2 separate regions of the Sparus aurata genome follow, and region 1 is linked to region 2. The links are chromatin contacts, called in public Hi-C maps. All regions are on one chromosome and are shown on one strand. The core of a region is the stretch at or near the end of the contact, and the rest is flanking DNA. Distances in the headings are between cores, read along the strand shown. Region 1 holds the start of LOC115595417. Region 2 holds the start of fam3c (FAM3 metabolism regulating signaling molecule C).

Evidence for each region. A called contact is a pair of places that touch in the nucleus more often than the background predicts.
Region 1: a contact with region 2 is called in a Hi-C map of an unstated tissue, with 2.7 times the contacts expected there. The contact joins the promoter of LOC115595417 here to the promoter of fam3c in region 2. A contact is called at or near these places in 2 of 2 Hi-C or Micro-C datasets (skeletal muscle and an unstated tissue).

What each region holds. Positions count from the first base shown.
Region 1 is chr14:17,414,124-17,416,823 of fSpaAur1.1, forward strand. It overlaps LOC115595417, which reads left to right and starts at 1,313. Exons shown (of 10, transcript XM_030439861.1): 1 at 1,313-1,435; 2 at 2,320-2,414; 3 at 2,503-2,700. The coding sequence starts at 1,420. LOC115595747 reads right to left here and starts at 491. Exons shown (of 4, transcript XM_030440548.1): 1 at 310-491. The coding sequence starts at 382.
Region 2 is chr14:17,152,159-17,154,858 of fSpaAur1.1, forward strand. It overlaps fam3c (FAM3 metabolism regulating signaling molecule C), which reads left to right and starts at 1,389. Exons shown (of 10, transcript XM_030440702.1): 1 at 1,389-1,511; 2 at 1,900-1,954; 3 at 2,061-2,165; 4 at 2,437-2,463. The coding sequence starts at 1,936. It overlaps LOC115595197 (sortilin), which reads left to right. Exons shown (of 21, transcript XM_030439361.1): 21 at 80-1,140. The coding sequence ends at 94.

The sequences.
Region 1 (2,700 bases), core at 63-2,562, 260 kb after region 2:
GGTGAGACACCATCACCATCTTATCCTACCACGACATCACCCTGTTAGATGAACTTTGCAACAGGTGTTAGCTCACAACAACTCAACTTTTAGCCACTGGTTTATCATCTTGGTTTGATGTCGTGTCATTATTCGTTCGTGTACACTACAAACACAGCCTCCATTCTAAGTGGAGATCGGGCTGAAGCATGTTGTTGGGTGAAAAGCGTGCTTCTCGGGTACTTCCATCATGGAGCCTACTTGCTAGGTGCCCTCGCTAACGTTAGCTAGCTCCGTTAAAACTTGACGTTTCTTGCCGCCCGTACTTACTTTTATAAGTGAACTCCATGGGGTTGACTCTATCAGAGCCGTTGTTCGTGTAATCGTGATCCTTAAATTCCATTTTCCCTATTTATTTGTTCGTCCTTTTTTTTCCTCAAGTACCCTTCGTAGGAAAAGGTCGCTCGGTCGTTACGGCTCCAGAAGGACCCTATGTTCTTCTTCGCGTGTTTTTACCAGAGCGCCCTCAACGCCCTCTGTGTACGGGGTGGCGCCAACGGTGGAATGAGCTCACTACCGCCAACCAGCGTTGTGGTTGTTTCGTGTACTCCAGCTTCTTGTTATCAGACTGCAGTTTTTAGTGTTTTCCACCCTGTTTTTCTGGTCTTATAATTGATTACTAAATTTAATTTGTTTATTCTTTGATTGATTTGTATATTTTTTTACATCACCCATACAATTATGACCTTTTTATAGACAGTGTGTGCTGTTTACCATGTATACATATATTTATATTTATGTATGTTTATGTTTACTTAGCTCTGTTTAGCTTTGTTTTGCTTCTTTCAGTTATATGTCTGTGTTTATCATCAAGTACACTGTCATTTATTTATATTTATTTTAATTCAACTAAAATTAAACTTTAATACAGACTCAGGGTCCGGATAAAAGACATTCCACAGAATGAATTACATAATGAATCACAATAAAAGATCTTATAGTATATATTAGTGTGTTGCAGAGACAGCTGTAATAACCAGGATGATTTCATTTTCAGAGAAATTAAGACAAAAGACAAGAGATACAATTTAAACATGAGTTTTTCTTAAAACACCAATAAACTCCTGCACTCCTTAACTTAATAAAAATAATAATAATGACTTTACTTATATATATTTTTAAGTCGTTTACAGAGAGAAATTGAGAAATTCTAGATGAAAGATAAACAAACAACAGTACAATTCATACAGTAATACAATAATAGAGATAATTAAATGTGTTCAGGAATTGGGGGATTTATAAAGCCCATGATTGAGGGAGTTGTTGCTCTGAGGCACTTCAGCAGAGCCAGCCTCTTGGCAGACAGCAGCTGTGGGTGGGGCAGCAGTTTATCTGAAAAATAGAATCATGAAACGAAAGTAGGCTGTTGCAAACCAAAGAATGGCGACTGCTCACCGTAAGTACTCTCTAAACGCTAAATACTGCTGCGCTTTGTTATTTATCTGCGGTGTTAAATTCATTGTGAACACTTCCTCCTGGTTTCCCTTCATAATAAGAGCTGTTTGTGTCCACTGTGTGTCTGTTTATGTGTTTATTTACATGAGACATTCAGAGACGGATCTTTATATCGAACCAAAACTCAACATAAGTGTTGATATTAGTGGGAGGAAACGATGGAAATGGTGCAGTAATGTGTGCAAGTGTTCTGTACACATTAATCATTTAATGTTACCGTGATTACTTGGATAACTCTAAAACTTTCACTTTCGTTTCTTTAAAAATGGAGCTCTCGCTCTCTCTCTCTCTCTCTCTCTCTGCAGGATCTACTTACAACTACTAATAGACCGACATCAATATAGTGGGTTTAAAATCACGCTTTACTGTAATATCTCATTGACGTGGTGTTAAATTGAAGGTGCCCTCATTAGCTTTTTATTTCTCAAGTATTTTCCAACCAGGTAGATCATGACCATGCAGTCAAAAACTAAAACTTGTAATTGCCCAGCAGGGGGCAGCAGATCAACTGTACATGCACCAGAGAGAATATCATGTGTGTTCGGGGAACTGTAGAAGAAATCCAATCTCAGAACTGAAATATTTGTAATATTAATGAGGCAATGATACAAACTCGGAGATATTAATTTTAATCATAAGTAAATCAACAAGCCGTTCTCAGAGGAAAATAAGGTCTTCTATCTTTTTTCTGTTTGAGGCTGGAAAGGTGGCAGGGTCCGCCACATGTAAACAAAGGGAACCCCTATGATATTGTGATGTCCTTAAATGTCATTTACACTGTAGCTGCTGAGCTTAAAAGGCTTTCCTAAACACTTGACATTCCAGAGTCTGAAGAGGAAAACATCTCTGAGGCGGAGTCTGACGTCAGCGATGAGTCAGACAGCGAGTCAGACGGATCAGAAGGGGAAAGCGATTCTCAGGTTTGTTTCTGGACGGGGAACATTTATGAGAACACAGCTATAACTACATCTACCTCATTCAAACATATTCTGTGTTTTTCTTTCAAAGTCTCCTGTGAGACAGCCCTGCAGGTATTACAACGCCAAAGGTGGCTGCCGGGACGGCGCCAGGTGCTCGTACCTGCACGTCTGCAAGTACTCGCTGACAGAAAGTTGTCGCTACGGGTCTAAATGTAAGCTGAACCACGACACAGCGTCCTCTGACGTCAGAGACGGGGCTTCACACCAGACAAGTGATGAGGAGGAG
Region 2 (2,700 bases), core at 139-2,638:
ATTTATCTTGTTTTGAGCCCATGAAAACTGTGATTTCTGCACGCTCGCTGACACGTTTTCTTCTTTTTTTTTTCTGCAGGATCTTATTGAATGACACATGACACATTTTAATGGATGTAATAAAGATTCATGGTCGGAAGCAGCCCTGAAAAAAGACTTTGTTGGACTTATCTCTGATGTTTGGACCGGAGCACTCACGAGGATCTGAACGACAAGCATGAAAATGTATTAATTTATTGAGCTGACTGTCATTTCATTGCTTTGCTTTGCTTTTATGTGTACAGTATTTTTTTTTTATTTTTTTTGAATTATTGTTATTTTAGTTTTACTCTGTGTTGCAGCACTTTTTTTTACTCTCTGTCCAATGTGAAAAACAAACGAGACAAATTCAGAAAATGTGCATTTTTAAAAACAACAAAAAACAAAATACAGCATTTTATTCTCACGTGTTCTTTGTACTGTGTGTGTTCGGGTTAAGTTAAATGCACAATAAACGTTTTATAGCATCTGTCCACCAGAGGGCGCTGGCGGTGCTGTCACGTGTCTAATCTGCCTCGATTTAAACAGAGAAGAAGAAAAATGAGGAAGTCGGTGCGAGTGTAACGAAGATATGTTATTGAGAAGATGTATTACTCCTGAAAAAAAAAATCACCACCACTACTACTACTACCACCACCACAATGGTCGTATCAGAACTGTGTTATATGGTTGAATATGACATGGCACTTGAGTCTCAGGTTAAAAAAAGAAATTAAATGGGCTTAAACATGTAGAGATCATTGTTTTAAGAACCAAATATTAGTAATAACCTTTTCCTTCATTGTCATTTTTAGAGTGTAAGAGTGTAAGAAAATTTTACATTTCAGAAGCATTTCATGGGATTATTTTGGATGACACAGTGATGACACAGAGTTAAAATGTATGTTGTATTGATAATAATAATAATAATGAAATTGTTGTTTATAATAACTGTTTTCTGTGAATCTGCTTTTGAAACATGTTAATTTGTATAATATGTGGTCATGTATTTATAATTTTGAGAGCCTACATTGCAACATTTTACACTGTGAACTGTGATTTTTTGTTGTATTAGTGATACAAACTACAAAACTAATTAAATAAAAGCTGAAATCACCCCTTTCCCCTCCTGTTTAATGAATGAGATATTGCTGTCAAGGAAGTGTTGTTTTCATCATCTTTGTGTTACTGTCATTGTATTTATTAATGTTTTTGCAAATGTTGAATATATTCTTGTTGATTTCAACTGAGAACATGGGGATTTTATCTTTTAATGGCGGACAACCTCGGCTGAAAATAAATATTTATTGAAAGAAGAAATAATAATTCCCCCCACTCGTTCGTCTTCGATTTCTCCGACAGAGTGGAGCATCTCACCTCCTGCCCACCTCCCCCGTTTAACAGTCTATTTCAGCTGTCATCCCACAGATCTCTCCAGTCCGGGACACCGTCGGCCACAGCCGGTGCAGGTGGTTATCATAGCGACTGAACGGGTAAGTTAAACAAGGTCTTTACATCCTTCTTCAACTTCTTCCCCGTTATTTCTATCACTGAATTCCCGGAGCAAAGATAGGCAGAGAAGAGGAAGTAACGGTGTACGAGTCAACGTCAGTTTTCACACTTGACGCCAGTTAGCTTGCCAAAACGTCGCCTCCAGGCAGTAATACCGGCACTTAACTGAGAATAAATGCATTATAACAGTTGAATTCCCTGTGACAGCTAATTCAGCGAAAGCTAAAGTGAGGTTAAAACACTTGACTAACTTTCTGTGGTGTTAGCTTTTAGCGCCATGTAAACCGTTATTAGCAAGCTAACGCGTCGTCACCGAAAGTCAACCTGAGCTGGCTGCTAGCATTTGTTTGTTTTGTTTTGTCCTGACAGGGTGTTAGCTTGGAGAGAAGGGGCTGGAGGCTCGCAATGATGCTTCGGGCCGGCGGTAAGCACATGTTCCTTAAGATACCGAGCAATTATTGTGCGAATGTGCTGTTTACAATATGATAAATGGCGCCTGACAGCTTCATCTACCTCTCTTCTCTCTTCAGGTATTTTGAAGTTGGCAGCGCTCATCTTTGCGTTCCTCCTGGCTGTCTTTCTGGCTTTCCAGCTGCTGGAGATCAACACGGATTTTAAACTGGGCAGTGTGATGTGTGAGTACCAAGTGTTTTCTCAAAAAACGAAACCAAGCGGCCATTTAAGATTTGTCTTGTTGTAAAGGAAACCTGAGGTCTTTTTAATCCATTCATTGTGAGGGGTTGTTTTGTGGCAGTGTCGCCTGGAGGCTCAGAAACCAAATATGGTTCATTGTTGTTCTATGTTATGAGGGTTTCGTGCTGGATTTTCCCACGGAGCTGCCCTTTTTATGTGTCCATTTCAGATGAAAGTGTTCTCAAAGATGCATGTATTTCTTTTGCTTTTCAGCCAGATCGGTGCCTGTGAATGAAGCCCGTAAGTATGCTTCTATTCTAACAATTTCCTCTAATGGATTTGCTTTATTAAAGACTGATGCATGCCAGAGGAAATCTGTCCATACCCGTCGACAAGAGTGCTTATAATTATGGTTAAATCCTGCAGTATACAGCTAGATAATGGCACATGAATCTCAGCCCCCATAATCAACCAGGGCTGATAATCAATAATCTAGAGTTGCCTTTTGTTGTGTGTCTCGACCTGTTTGTGATTGGA